Regions from separate parts of the Mus musculus genome. Here region 2 is linked to region 1. A link is a contact called in public HiChIP or PLAC-seq data. All regions are on one chromosome and are shown on one strand. The core of a region is the stretch at or near the end of the contact, and the rest is flanking DNA. Distances in the headings are between cores, read along the strand shown.

Region 1 (7,682 bases), core at 1,139-3,638:
TATTGGGATATTTTCCAGAGGGGCCATCCTTACACGATGTTGGGACTGTCTGAACTGTCGCTATTTGTAGCCTGGTGATATCCCCTTCTTCCCCAGGGCACAGAAAAGCCAAGGGTCATATGGCCAGGGCCAACAGCTCCACTAAAGTGACCCACCACTTTTCTAGAAAGCCCGAGACCTCTCCCTTGTTGACCAGAGGGCCTGCTTCTCATGGGCACTTCAAATGCCACTGTGCGGGGCCTGGCTCTGCATACCTAGGAAAAGTCTGCAGACACCCAGCCCTCCGCAATAATTCACCAGACCAGAAGCCACTGATGTACAGAGAACACTTAAGAAAAAAAAATGTATTTTATGTGAAAAAAAAGTTAAAACTCTGTATACTGTATCAGCAGCTTTGTGTAAAAAATGGCAATCAAAAGAGTCTAATATATTTAAAACTTTTTTAAAAAAATATTCTCATGGATCTTTGATATCGTTCTGAAGCAGCTCCATGCCTCCAAGATGGGGTCTGACCATGTCACCAAGGGGCCTGTGCCTCTGGAGTTACTTCCAGCTGCCAAGGCCTGTGACGGAATTCATTGCTATGGATTTTTAATTAAGATTATTAAATTCCTTTTAATAACACCTGCTGGTCTGACTGTGGTTACTGCTGTGCCCTCGTCTGCATGGGACTGGTTTGAGTTCCACAAGAGATCGTGCCAGGGAGGCTCCCAGACATGGCTGCACCCAGAAGGCTCCCCGAGGAGGTCCCCAAGTCAGGGGAGCTTTGGGGATTCATAGGTGGAACTAAAGAGGTTTCTAGATTGGGAGATAGTGGTGAAAACTTATGAATTTAAGGAAAGATAGGTGGTCAGTGTTGGGCTTTATCCTGTCAAATATTTTCTTCGAAGTCACGTGATATCCTACAGCAGCAGTTTTATTACAGTTTGATTGGTTTATGTTATTTATGTTACCAGGGTGCTCCCTTCCTCTGTTCCACTGACTTGTCCTGGGCCTTCCCATGTTCCTCTCTGGGCTTTTTCCTTTAGCTTATAGTGGAGAGCAATGCTCTACGTCATTCAATGGGATCATAGATTATGATCTCTGATTATCCTTGCTTTTAACCCAGGAAACAGAGGCAAAGACACTGTGTGACTGTACAGCCTCAGGCCTGGCCCCTGTCCTTATTACATGCAAGAGCTGGTTCGATTTGATAGAGGAAGGTAGTCTTCTGCATCCTGGATGCCAGAGTGGGGACACAGGAAGCTCTTGCCTTTGGGCTTGAATAACTTCCCTGAGAAGGCTGGAACCAGGGAAGGATGAAGAGAGGGAGGAGATCCTCACAGCAGTACTGGTTTGTTTTAAGTTTACAGAGGTAGAGGCAGGGGGTTAGAAAGCCAAGGTCATCCTTCGCTACAAGATATGAGAAAGGGAGAGAGAGAGAGAGTGAGAGAGACCTTTAAGCGAAGAAGTAGATACCACAGTGGATTAGTATATAGATGTATATGTATGAGCATATATGTATGTGTATATGTATATAGATATATATGTGTATGTTTGCAAGGTCTTCTGTGACCTCTCTTAGGATTGACACAGAATAAGATGGCTTCGAACTCCAGATTCTCCTACCCTAACCTCCCATGTGCTGGGAGTGTGCCACCACCCCCAGCTCTGCACCACTGAGAAAAAAAGACATTTATTTATTTTTATTTAATGTGTATGTTTGTGTGCTACGTATGCATACAGTGTCCGTGGATACCAGAAAGGGCATCATCAGATTCCCTGGAAGCATTATAGGTGGTTAGAGGTTGCCAGGGGAGACAGTGCTAAACCCAGATCCTCTGGAAGTGCTCTTAACTGATGAACCACCACTCCAGGCTCTATCTCTGTCTCTTTGTCTCTCTTCCTCCCCATCTTTTCCCTTCCTTCTCCCTCCCCCTCCCTCCGTCCCTCTGTCCTTCTCTCCTTCTCACTTGCTCTCTGTATTGATAAGTTAATGATTAGATGCAGGGTGGAGTGGCAATGAGGCTGATCACACCAAAATAAGCATGTCCAGGAGCAAGTCCTACCCCTAGTCCGAGTCCTTGAAGCACCATGTTATAGGGCACTCGGCAGGGGGCGTGCTCGGACAGTGCGGGGCTATGTCCCGGGTTGGCAGGGTTCTGGAGCCGCTAGGGCGGGGTAAAGTCAGATTTAAATTCCGCTCAGCCATCAGGCAGTGAGAGCAGAGGGTGGGCGGGTTCTGTCTCAGGAGCAACCAATAGCAATGAGGGGGCAGAGCCTTTGGTACGCATGGGAGACATCCAGCCAATGGGATTGCTGGGGCGGGGCGGCGAGCCAATAGAGCGGGCTGGTTTGATTCAAAGATGCCTATAAAAACTCAGACTACCACCGTAGACAAGTGGATCGGTTCTGGGCACTGCCATGGCTGCTCGCTTCGAGCTGTTGGACGACCTTCCCGCGGCCTGCCTGTCTCCGTGCGGACCGCCCAACCCCACGGAGCTGTTCAGCGAGGCGCGGCGTCTGGCTCTCGAGCAGCTGCTGGCCGGTGGTCCCGACGCCTGGGCCGCCTTCTTACGGCGTGAGCGGCTGGGCCGCTTCCTCAACGCCGACGAGGTGCGCGAGGTTCTGGGCGCTGCCGAGCGGCCGGGCGAGGATGGGGCGGCGGTAGCGGAGGACTCGTTCGGCTCCTCTCACGAATGCTCGTCGGGCACCTACTTTCCGGAGCAGTCGGACCTGGAACCGCCGGCGTTGGAGCTCGGCTGGCCTTCCTTCTACCAGGGTGCCTACCGCGGTGCCACGCGTGTCGAGGCTCATTTCCAGCCCCGCGGCGCGGGCGCCGGAGGCCCGTATGGCTGCAAGGATGCGCTGCGCCAGCAGTTGCGCTCCGCCCGAGAGGTGAGCGGCCCCCTGGCAGCGGGTAGGGGAGGAGCATCGGCCTTCTGAAAATTGAGTCATGTCGTAGTTCCAACTTCTGTTATTGGTACCCCTGGAACAGAGCGACTGTTAGTTCAAACCAAAGTGGATTGCAGAATTCCAGGGACGTCAGCTGACATTAGGTCTCACTTTCAGGAGCTAAGTAAAAGCTTAGTTTTACCCAAAAGATGATACCCGGAGACCATGGGGAGATCTGTAATTACCACTTTTCCACGCTTCTTAATGTTGTAGACAGATAAATTCGAGCAGTCGGTTTATCTCTTTCACTTCTGTGAGTGAGTCTGGTGGGAGATATTTTTAACCCACAGTGCCTGGGACTGTTCCAAGTAGCATTGATCCAAAATGCAAATATTTGTGCTTTAGATAAGCCACTGGTTACAATGGGTTTTTATCTTAGCTAGTGTCAGACTGCCCGATTGGCCTGGGGTGGAGTATAGAGTCTGGCCTGCCATAGATCAGGGAGAAAGGGCTCCACTTGGGAGGGTGTGGCTACAAGTTTGCATGCTGGTGAACACTGCTCCATTCCCAGACCTTTTGACTGCCTGGAACATGACGGGCAAAGCCTCAGACCATGTCAAGACTTAGTAGGCCTGGCACCGCTATATGTTAGGGTGCGGATCAGGTTGACATCACCAAGTCTAGGAGCAAGTTTGCGTTCTGTTTTTGTCTTTTGTTTTTTGTTTTCCTCTCTGCAAGACAAGGTCACTGTAACCCAGGCTTACCTGGAACTTACAGGCTTCAATTTCAGGCAATCCTCCTGCCTCTGCCTTCCTAGTGCCAAAGCCAAAGTTCTGATGCTGGTTCTGTACCTGACAGGCAGGACTTTGAGGATAAGAGTGTAGGTGACCAAGCTGTTCAGGGAATAGTATGGCTATGGCTGGATTCATGTTAATCCTGTGAGCTTTGGGTGGGCTGAGGGTCCGTTTGATGCTGGAAATGTTTCACTTGTGAGTTCAGTACAAAATTATAAAGCGTTTGGAAGAGGCAAAATTGTGGGCTAAGGGTGCATGCCCAAAGCTTCCCTCTGGGAGGAGAATTTGAGCACTCCTTGGGGACACCTTGAGAAGGAAAGACCTGGTCTCCAGGAAAGGCAGAGGTGTGGGCTGCTCTAACCTTTTGCTCAGTTGGGTGAAGGCACTAGAGCTAGAGGTCAGAAGGAAAACTTGCCTTAAAAGGGATCACAGCTACAGCAGACTTCCCTATCTTTCTTGCAATCTGAAAAACATCAGTGGATGGGGCCTCCTGCTTCCCTCTGTACCTACTTCCTTTACACCTCCCCTACATCCCTGTCTCTGGAAGCTGGGCGTTCCCACGGAGAAAGGTGGGAAACCCAATGAGCATTTTTTTGTATATATGCCCAAGTGCATACTTACCCAGAGTCTCCCAGCTGTCACACTGCCAGGGCTGGGGTCACAGAGGAGGGGGTGTGGTTCTCGTCCTTAGTTCATGGAGGACTGGGGATGAGGAAGGGGCTAGAAGAAAATCTGGAGTGGCGATGTCTGAGTTGGACTGAGAAGGAAGGATGGAACTAGCCTGTCTATGGAGAAGATAGGGACCAAAAGTCGAAAAGATGATGGGGGTGGTGTTCCTAGCAGTAAGCCTGGCGTGAAGGAGTTTAGATTTAGGAGGGCTGAGGTGGCAAGGAGGCCAGAGACATCCTTGTAAGAGGAAAGAGTCTGGATTAAGGCAGGGTGGGCAGGAAGCCAGTTTTAGGCAGAGTTCCCTGAATTTGAGACATGACGAACTGGAGTGGAAAGGCAGGGGAGGAAAGTATGTAGACAGCGAGGAAGCTTGAAGGCTGGGGGGGCGGGGTAGCTCTGTGGCAGGACGGACCTTAACATGCTGGAGGTCTTGGGTTTGAGCACACACTAAGGGGACAAGGGGGAGAAGGAAACACGTGGAAGGTTGATGGCTCTGCCGCCTCAGTTCCCGTAGAGAACAGCCGGGCTCTGCCTTCGAATGCTGGGCTTCCAGGCGTGTGCCGCCAAGCTGGCTGAGGCTGAGACTTGCTGGCCCTAGTTGGCAGTGACAGGACTACACTGGAATACATTAAGGAAAACAAGGACTGAGCTGGCCAAGGAGTGGGGTGTATAGGAATTAGGTTAATTTGAGGCATGAGGCTTTAAGAGGAAAAAAAAATGAGTCAATAAAAATTGTTTTCTCACCGCCTTTAATCCCAGCAGGCAGACACAGGCACATCTCTATGAGTTTGAGGCTAGCTTGGTCTAAATTGCAAGTTCCAGGCCTACAAAAGCTATATGGGGTGTGGGGTGGGGTGTGTCTCAAAACAAACAAACAAACAAACAAACAAACAATGCTTTCTCTTTGCCAGACAGTATTTTTAGTAACCTTGAAATTGTTGATTATTCTGTCCACTTTAGAGAGGATAAACTGCAGCACGGAGAAGCTAGGTTGCTTCTAGAGATGGTGGAGACAGGACTTTACCCAAGGCAGACTCTGAGACTCCCCATTAACTACAGTGTTGTGCGTGAGCCCTGTGGGAGAAGTTCCTGTCCCCGGGTGGAGGAGGACTAGCTACTGAGAGGGATCAGAGGACTAATTTGCTGGCTGTCAAAGGCTGCCACCTGTGAGGACGTGCATGGGTGTCTGGGAGTGGCTGTGTCACCCTGGCCATGTCCTTTGAAGTGCATTGCTCGTGACAGGGAAGGCTGTGACGGTTCATATGTCAGGTGTTTCCAGATGTCTGATCTGTGTGGTGGAGGCAAATATTTGGGGCTCTAATTGAGTTCTTTACCCAGATTACCTCCTAGTCCTCCCAAGGCCAGAGGAAGCTGCACTTAAAGGACATAGCAGACGCATTTAGGTCAGGTAGCTTGTTGAGCACGGTGAGGCAGAGCTGGGTGCAGTGTGTGCCTAGCTCCAGGGCCAGTACTGTGCTTGCTTGGTTGTTTTTTTTCATTGAACCCACTATCCTCCTCCCTCAGCTTCTCGAGGGCTGGAATGTGCCTCCTTGCCAGACAGAGGACAGCCTCCCTGCTTCCCAGGGGCTGAAGGCTTTAAACAGTTCCCCAAAGGTTGGGACATGGAATTCCCGTGTTGCATATCTTATAAACAGAAAAGCAGTGATGATAGCAAGAGCTGCCTGGGCTGTGAGCAGTAGAGCTGTGCGCGTGCTACACATCAATCAATCAATCAATCAATGAATGCTTGCTTGGCTTTTTTTTTTTTTAATTGTAAAAAGAATAGAGTGGCCTGTTTTAAGAAGAAGAATCAAAGGAGCAGAGGCCTTTAAGTGGGGAAGGTAGTTTATGACCTCAAGACAATGTAGGTCCCTGGTGCTTAGATTTTATAAATCACCATGCATTTTCCCTGGCTTCGGCAAGACACACCAGCTATTTCTAGTATCTGAAACAAATAAAGAAATCGAGTGAGTGGCTGAAGGAAATGTGAATTTCCCGGGGTGGGGTGGGGGTTGTCCCATGTAGTGAGCCCAGAGGTGGGGACCAGGCGGCACTGGAGTGGGGTCAGATCTAGCTGCTTGCCCCCCTTTAGCTTTACCTGCCCTCGGTGAGGAGATCTGTGTACCAGCTTAGATTCTCTGTGGTGGACCTGGAAGGAGCCTAGATACCCAGGTTCTATCATCAGCACACAGTGTAGGATACCAGGGGTGTTTGCCAAGGGTCAGGAGTATCTTTCTGAATGGATGGCTCTGGGATGGGTTTCTCTAGCAGCTCTGGCTCCATGGAACCTCCCTGGGCATCTGACACATAGCTGGTCCTCAGTATTTTTCATGGAGGCCTGTTAAGCCCTTTCCATTCAGCCTTATGATTTTTGGGGGAAGGGAGAATGAAGAGGTAGGATGAGAAACTAAGTGGTTTAGGTGCTTCTTTCTGCCACCTAGTACTTGGCGGAGCTGTGACCCTGCCTGGACATGCCCCTGGTCAGTGCTTCTGATGTGCTTGTCCTGCGGGGGTTGGTTGTTGTTCCTACCCCCTCCCTGCTTTCTCTCCCCAGGTCCCTCATTTTGAAATGGTTTTGAGATGCGTAGTCCAGTTGAACTTGAGATCCTCCGGCCTCAGCCTCCCTTGCAGTGAGACACTATGGTACCCAGATATCCCGGCTTCTGGGTGGGAGTTGATAGGCCAAGCTCGCTCTGCCTGGAGAGCCGGCACCTCCCACTTGTTCTTACGAGCTGCTGTTCCTAATATGCTTTTGTTCCAAAGAGGCCACTTGTGCGGCGAGCACACCTCTGAGCGTCCTTCTGACGACCAGAGCGTTAGTGGTGCCTCTCTTTGCATCATGGACGAGTCCAGCCAGGAGGAAGAGCAGCTGTGGAGTCTGTCGGAGGCCCCTGGCGTGTATGAGGATGTTCTGAAGGGCTGAGCTCTCCCGAGCTTGCCCAATCCTCCCCTGTGTTACGATAGAATCTATGCTATGGGATCAGTTCCTGTTCCAGATGCCCGCATCAGCCCCACCGGGTTTCTCAACCTCGCCACTGCTGGCATCTGGAGTGGATGGTTCTTTGTCCTGAGGCCACTGTCCTGTTCACTGCTGTAGTGACTATGAGCATCTCTGTCCCCATGCCCTACACACTCTTAGCACTTCTCTCCTCCAAGTAGTTATGACCTTCAAAGCTAGTCTACAGAGGGGACCACACGGAGTTTCTGCTTAGTAGTCAGCATTTCTGCTCTGCCGGAGAAGCAGCTCAGAGGGGTAGCAATGGTTGAACAACATTGTGGATGGATTGGATGCCACCACTAAACAGTACCTCCACAGTCCCCCTCTATTCTTCTAGCTGCCATTTC
Region 2 (7,735 bases), core at 2,331-4,830, 34 kb before region 1:
GGTACTTGCACATCATCTCCAAGGGAAACTCTGGCTTTCTAGCAGTCACTTCATTGTGCCTGCTTGATCCTCAACCCTGCCACACCCCAGTGCGCCTGCGTGTTCTGGACATTTCCCCGCATGCACACAGGATCATGTAACAGGAGGTCTTTTTATCTAGCTCTTTTGGCCAACCACAATGCTTTCAAATTCTTTCAGAATAAAATTCCATTGCCTGGAATCCCATGTATCCATTCATCAGTTGATGGACACATAGGCTGTTCGTACTTTGGAATTATTAAGAACAACGCTACTATAAACATGAGTGTATACGTTTGTTTTGTTTACATTTTTTGAGATAGGGTTTCAATGTATACTTCTGGCTGGCCTGGAAATTATAGTCTTCCTGAATGCTGGGATTACTGGTATATACTACCTCACCCTACACATGTATTTGAGTTTCTGTGTGGACACACCGGCTCAGCCCCCTGTGCCAAATTGCTGGGTCATATGATCATGTGGTCACTTGATATTTATTCCAAAGCAGCCGCACCCTCTCATACCCTATGAGCAGTGGGTGGGAGTTGTAGTTACCCCATATTATCATTGTACCTCCATGCCTCCTGCTCTAGAACAGCTGGTGTCCAGGGGAGAAGAGGGGCTGGTTCCTAGGCCTGGGGATGTGACTTTGAGAGGAGCCAGCATCTTTCTGGGCTAGGCTTCATCATGGCTGACTCATTGCCCAGAACCCCAGGAAGCTGTTGGAAGAGTCTCTAATGAATCTGTCACTGAGAAACCACCATTCCACTTGACTGAGCCTCTGCCCCCAGCCCCAGGAAGCCACGATTCCCTGGAAGCAACTATTTCTGGCAATTTCTGCTCCAGGGACAAGCAGTGGTGGGTGGAAAGTTGAAGTTGCTCAGTGGAGCGATTTTGGAAGCACAGTCAAGTGAGGACCTGGCTTTCTGAATGTGCTGGGCTGAGGGCTAGACCCACTGCGAACTCTCTTAGCACACTGGGGAGGGGGAGCCAGATCACTGTGGGTAGGATTTTCCAGGCGGGAGGTGTAGTTCCCTTGGGTGGCAAGTGACCGCTGGAGGGAGAAAGCAAGGTGCTTGGAATTCAGGGTAGCATGGGGTCTGCCCAGGATGGAGAGGCAGCAGGAAGATGCACCGAGGGTTGGAGCTCTTTGCAAAGCTGCCACTCCTTTTGCCACATGACTTCAGGCTAAATGTCAGCCTCTGTACCTGGGGACCTCATTTGCACATGGTAATAGCAAGGCTTCAGCAGTGGCTCTGTCATCGTCTGTCTTCTTCCCCGTGTGATGTTCTAGAACACCGAGCTCCGTCGGCAGCAGTCCTGGCCTTAGCCTGCACCTTTTGCCATCTCTTCCATGGTTTTTATTTGGCAGTGTTTTGGCCGAGTGGTTCAGTCTGCAGGCTTTGGAGCCGGCTGAGCCTGGGTTCAAATCCAAGCCTTGGGATGACGGAGATGGCTCAGTGAGTGGAGTTGACTGAGCCATCTCTAAGAACAGGGTTTGATCCCCAGGACACCTGTAAAGGTAGAAGGAGAGAACCAAGTCACAGAGTTGTCCTTTGACCTCCATAGGCACTCTGTGGAGCGTCTATGCCCCCTCTAGTGCGCTCTCTCTCTCTCTCTCTCTCTCTCTCTCTCTCTTTCATACACAGACACACACGTGTACAGAGACACACAGACATGCATAGATATAGGCATGAGCTTACACACACACACACACATACACAAACACACACATATACAGATACCCACAATAATAATGTTGATGATGTCACGTGATGGTGATGAAGATGAAGAAAGTGATCTTTTCAATAATTTTTTTCAATATCAAGCCTCTCTCACCTCTCTGCTATACTTGGCAAGTTGTCTCGCACCCCCAAATCCCAGTCCCAGTTTTCCATCTGTACAGGTACAGTAGAAGCCATGGGTCTCAAATCCTCCCAACTGGGTTATGAGGACTGGTGGATGTGATGCCTGGAAAACACCCAGTGATCACAAAGTTCTTCACAGCAGTTACTGCATTATGGAAGGAATGAGTGAGGGCCCAGGATCAGAGAGAGGAAAGAGTAGTGTGTTAGGGAGCAGACAAGATGGCTACTTGGTGCCAACCCCGAGTGGAGGCCAAGTGAGGTGGGGCTGATGATTCCTAAGACCAGCCTGCAGGTCTCCTCACATGGCTAACGGATGCCAGGGGAGGACGCTTGCTCCCTGCTCTCTCTTAACCCCTAAAGGATGCTTTTTGGTCATAGAGTCACCTTCCGTGAGGAGCCTCATGTCGGTAAGACAGCATGAGAGATGATGCCCAAGGCCAGGGAGCAAGTAGCTGAGGCCCCTGCAGTGTGGGAGGGCATGGTGCCACAGAGAGCCAGCATTCGGTGACCCCTGCCGTGTGGGAGGGCATGGTGCCACAGAGAGCCAACATTCAGTTGCAGTCTCAAGGCTGAAGAAGAAATTGCTGGCCCAGGGTGGAAAAAAAAGAAGGTTTCAGACGCAGGTGATAGCTTTGGCTGGTTTGAAGAAGCCAGAAGCGAGTGCAGCAGGAGAAGGCCACAACAGGGAGGGAGCAGGTGGGACTTGGGGGACGAAGCGAGGACTGGTTGAGGCAGCGGAAGAGATGAGACAGGGAAGAGGAAGAGGTGCTTGGTACCCATGAGCATGCCCGTCAAAGCATCTGCTTAGGTAGCAAGCAGCATGTGGGCCTTGGGGAGCTGCATCTTGCTCAAGGTCCACCTGCTGTGGGCCGACCCTGCAGCCTCCTTGCCCAGTCCTGAGGGGCAGGGGCAGGACCCACTCCTGAGCTTGCATGTCACTCGCCAGCGCTTGGCCAAGCAGTGACTTCTGGGGAGCAAGATGGGTAAAATGTCAAAGGAAAACACAATCTTGTCAGTGGTGACGTTAGCCTGTGAAGACAGCTGTTACCAGCTTTCTCCAGAGAAGGCACCCCTGCAGCCCAGCATTGCAGCTGGAAAGGCTAAGAGCAGATGGCCTTGCTGGCCCAGATTCCGGCCAGATTGCCTGGGAGGTGTGGGTGTAGTGTATGTGTGTGTGTGGTGGTGGTGGTGGTAGAAGGAGCAAGATATGTGGGGGAGGGGAGCAGAGCCACCTCATGCCATCTCCATGGTGCTCTGCCCATTGGGGAGCAGGGGTACTCTCCAGGGCCTCTGTGGTCTTAAACCAGTACTTGTCAGAGTCCCTTGGAGAGAGGCCACTTCCATCTGTGAGGACCTGCTTGCAAGCTTGTGGGTGACTTTCAGTGCCCATGGAAATGGCCCAGCATCCAGTGCCCAGCTCAGGTAGGACCCAGATGCAGCTCACCAGTTAGTTTCAGTGTTTCTTCTCCTGGTAACTGGAAATAGTGGCACTTAGACCTTCTCTTCCTAAATCCTCACGGCACCCTAAAACCAAAGTCCTCATTTGATCCCCATTTTATAGCTAAGGGCCTGAAGGCCAAAGGCCACAGCTAACCACATACTTGAGAGCAGATGGTTCACTCTGATAAACTGAGCTTAAGTCTGGAGGCCTGGGTCTGGTGGGCAGAGAGCAGCCTCAGGTGCAGCAATCAGGAGAGAGGCTGGGACTGCCGGCTAGAGGAGACAGCATGTCCCTTTTCTCTTGGTGCTTCCTGAGCCCCTGTCAAGCCTTAGATCCCAAGTTTCCTCCCTAGGATGTTTGTCCAGTAAGACATGAGCCTGGAACAGAGCCCGGGACAGTAAACACAGGATCTCGGTTTAACCGAGCAAAGCCGCATGCAGCTTCTAGGCACTCCATTCACACAGACTATGATGAAAATAACCTGGCCTCTGAGTTGGTTGAGAGGGTTGCCCTCTGTGGGGCCACAAGCTGCAGGGCCTTGAAAACCAAGCATCTGCAGACCTTGCCACACAGGATGTGATGCAGGCAGCGGGGGACTGCACAGTCTATGGGGACATTTAGCTCTGGCGCTCTGGGATGAACACAGTCTAAGTGACCCATCACCAGGCTGTGGTTTTTCTGTCCTGCTTGTGGATGAACACAGTCTAAGTGACCCATCACCAGGCTGTGGTTTTTCTGTCCTGCTTGTGGGGCCTGGAGCTCTTCTGTCTGTGTGGAGACCTGTGGTTATCCAATGTTCAGCCAGCCTTAGGAGTGACCCCTGGCTCCCCATGTCAGCCATCAGCTTGGTTGATGAAGATGTGTAGTAGAGCCTTGGCTTCTAGTCCCAGCACCTCAAAAACCAAAAAGACATTGGACAGACAAGCGCAGAGTCCCTCTTCTTGCTGAGCCCAGAGAAAGGGAAGCTGGCTGCGTGCTGGGCGGTGGGACTTGGCTCCAGGGAGCTGGGCTCAGAGCCAGGCTCTGGCCTCCTAGGGAGAGCTGCCTAGGCAGCCTTGGCTCATGGGTATTCAGGGTTTCTTGGAGCTGGAGATGATCTGTCCCACTTCTTGGGATGAAAATAACTGCCCGATTTCAGGGTAATTACATGGCTTGGGCTCCCACACAGTGCAGAGAGCCCCCCGATAATTACTGTGTGGATGCTGCTGTTGGCAGCTGATGCTTATTTTCTGCCTCAGAGTCTCCTGGACAGGAAGCCTGGGCCATCAACTGCTCTAGACAATGCAAATCTGCTCATGTGAGCAGAACCTTCTAGAAACATTTTCTGGACAGGGTTGTGATGGCCTCTCTCACTCCACAACCATCTGTCAAGCTCGGGACACCATTGCCAGCCCAGATACAAACGGTGTCTGGGGTTCTCAGTGGCTATACTAGTAATTTCTGATCCCTGTGACAAGAACATCTGACCAAAGCAACTTAGGGAGGAAGGGGTTGGCTTGTAGTTCCAGGGTACAGTCTGCCATGGAAGGGAAATAGTGATGGTGGCTGGTTGTGTTGTATCCCCAGTCAGGAAGCCGAGAGTGAATGGATGCTGGTTCTCAGCTCTTGTTTTCTGTTTTATTCAGTCCAGGATCCAGCCTATGAGATCGTGCCATCCACACTCAGAGTGGATCTTCCCAACTCAGTTAAACATCTCTGGAAATGTCCTCCTACACATGGCCAGAGGTGTGTGTCCACCGTGATTTCAAATCCAGCCAACATTGGAGATTAATTATCTCAGTGGCTTTACCGTCATCTCCTCAAGTAGCCCTGGGCTAGGCCCATCTACTAAGTTACCGAGCTCTGTAGGAGGCACCTGTGCGTGGGCAGAGCTTCCTGTTACACTTCCTGTCATAGCGGTGTATGAAGTGGAAACTTACAGCTTCCTTGGGGTCAGTTGTGTTGGATGGTGTTTTGCTGGGGCAAACATGTGAAGGAGTGTTTTCCTGGAGTGGACACAGGTGAAAGACTCAGGCAAGACGCGTGAAGGAACGTTTCACTGAAGGAGATACAGGAGAGAGGATGTTCTGCTAAAGCAAACCTGTGAAAGGACTCATGATGAAGGATTCTTTGCTAACAACACTCATGTATTGGTCAGACTTACATTGTGCAGTTAAGCTCCATTTGTCGGGACTTTGAGAACTCGGGCTGATTGGATGTGTGTGCTGAGGCAAGGCACGTGGAGGACACGCGATGTTTGGAGGGTATAAAGGGGGCTCGATGGAGTGATGGAGACAGAGCTTGGCTTGCTGGTGCATCTAGCTGTGCAATGCTTGTGGGTCTCAAGTCTTCATTGATCTTTGCTTCCCTGAGAGAGGCACAGCTGAGAACTTCTCCTGGTGTTCCTGCTGTCCCTCCTGATGACTTGAACTGAAGCTGAGGCCTGGCTGTTTCTGCTAGGTTGTGTCACCATTGTTGCTAACCCAACTCTACTGAACTGGTCTGTGAAGTGTTTGCAAATGGATCAAGCTGCCGCTGCCTGCTAATCTGTGAACTGAACTGCCCATTTCCTGACAACATAGACAGGAGTTGCTCCAAAGAACCTTTTTAAACGGTTCCACTTCCCTCACATTCTTTCCCACTACCTCTGGTGGATGGTGGGCTACAAGGGAGGTTAAAGTGTTTAAGAACCATCATTAAGAATAAGATATGGGGGGCTGGAGAGATGGCTCAGCGGTTAAGAGCACTGACTACTCTTCCAAAGGTCCTGAGTTCAAATCCCAGCAACCACATGGTGGCTTACAACCACCCGTAATGAGATCTGGCGCCCTCTTCTGGTGTATCTGAAAACAGCTACAGTGTACTTACATATAGTAAATAAATAAATACCAAAACAAAATACAAACAAACAAACAAACAAAGAATAAGATATGAAAATACTAAAGTTACAGATGTCTGTCTACTTGGGTTCATGGTCAAGGTGGTCTGCAGCAGTCTAAGATGGATCGCCTGTATGTACTTTCTCAATATTTATTTATTTGTATTTCATGTGTATAGTATTTTGCCTACATGTACATCTGTGCACCACATGTGTGTCCATTGCCCAAGAAGGTTAGAAGAGGGCATTGGATCCCCTGGAACTGGAATTACAGATAGTTGTGAGCTGCCCCATGGGTGCTGGGAATCAAACAGGGGTCCTCTGCAAGATCGGCACATGCTTTTTACCACTGAACCATCTCTCCAGCCGTGTGCTTGTGTCTTTGAACTGAGCTAGGGGACTGCCAAGGGTGCCAAGGTCCTGGAGGAAGGAGTTCCCGGGATTCATTGTGTGTCAGGCCTTAGGAATACAGTCATAAATACCAGGCTACATTCCTGCCTTCTTGGGCTGGAGTTTAGCATGCAGAAAAATACAAGAACTGTAATTACCCGGTTATGCGGGTCAGGGTGTGGTATGGTTGCCCATGAGATGCGTGTGTGTGTGTGTGTGTGTGTGTGTGTGTGTGTGTGTGTGTAACAGGAAGAGGCCAGGGAGACTGAATGAGCCCTAAAGGATGAGGAATGGGGCACATGTGTGTGCACATGTATGTGTGTAGCGTGCCTGCTGCTAACTTGTGAACGTCTTAGAGACCTGTTAGGAAGATTGCTTAGATGGTGGTGCATCGATGGATGGATGGATGGATGGATGGATGGATGGATGGATGGATGCCTGGCTCGATGGCTATATGGATGGATGGATGGATGGATGGATGGATGCCTGGCTCGATGGCTATATGGATGGATGGATGGATGGATGGATGGATGGATGCCTGGCTCGCTGGCTATATGGATGGATGGATACATAATTGAGTCTTCCATGCAATGAGAATGTGACTCTTGTAGTTGACACAAATGACTGTTGCAGAAAATGTTAGGAGCTTAAGAAATGAAGTACTACTCAGCTATTAAAAAGAATGAATTTATGAAATTCCTAGGCAAATGGATGGACCTGGAGGGCATCATCCTGACTGAGATAACTCAATCACAAAAGAACTCACATGATATGTACTCACTGATCAGTGGATATTAGCCCAGAAATTTAGAATACCCAAGATATAAGATACAATTTGCGAAACACATGAAGCTCGGGAAGAACAAAGACCAAGGTGTGGATACTTTGCCCCTTCTTGGAATTGGGAGCAAGGCACCCATGGAAGGAGCTACAGAGACTGAGTTTGGAGCTGAGACGAAAGGATGGACCATCTAGAGGCTGCCATACCCGGAGATCCATCCCATAATCAGCCTCCAAACGCTGACACCATTGCATACACTAGCAAGATTTCGCTGAAAGGACCCAGATATAGCTGTCTCTTGTGAGACTATGCTGGGGCCTAGCAAACACAGAAGTGGATGCTCACAGTCAGCTATTGGATGGATCACAGGGCCCCCAATG

What was found. HiChIP or PLAC-seq counts read pairs in DNA pulled down with a chosen protein or histone mark.
Region 2: a contact with region 1 is called in a CTCF HiChIP or PLAC-seq map of CD8 T cells, with 7 read pairs. The contact joins the enhancer-like site here to the promoter of Fam83d in region 1. A contact is called at or near these places in 4 of 39 promoter capture datasets (embryonic stem cells, liver, pre-B cells and 1 more), 1 of 15 datasets of contacts at CTCF or cohesin (CD8 T cells), 1 of 484 Hi-C or Micro-C datasets (nephron progenitors), 6 of 115 datasets of contacts at active chromatin or transcription factors (the SCID.adh cell line, double positive thymocytes, embryonic stem cells and 1 more) and 1 of 9 other capture datasets (adipose tissue).

Annotation. Positions count from the first base shown.
Region 1 is chr2:158,765,711-158,773,392 of GRCm38.p6, forward strand. Fam83d (family with sequence similarity 83, member D) reads left to right here and starts at 2,389. Exons shown (of 4, transcript NM_027975.2): 1 at 2,389-2,877. The coding sequence starts at 2,404. Ppp1r16b (protein phosphatase 1, regulatory subunit 16B) reads left to right here. Exons shown (of 11, transcript NM_001159662.1): 11 at 1-624.
Region 2 is chr2:158,730,316-158,738,050 of GRCm38.p6, forward strand. All of the region lies in intron 2 of Ppp1r16b (protein phosphatase 1, regulatory subunit 16B), which reads left to right. Among named protein-coding and RNA genes, the nearest start is that of Fam83d, 34 kb to the right of the region's middle. Within about 2 kb of position 3,581, at least 116 of the 459 cell types and tissues checked have an H3K27ac peak or open chromatin away from gene starts, as enhancers often do. A contact at or near this core is called in CD8 T cells, the SCID.adh cell line, adipose tissue and 3 more, where this site is marked.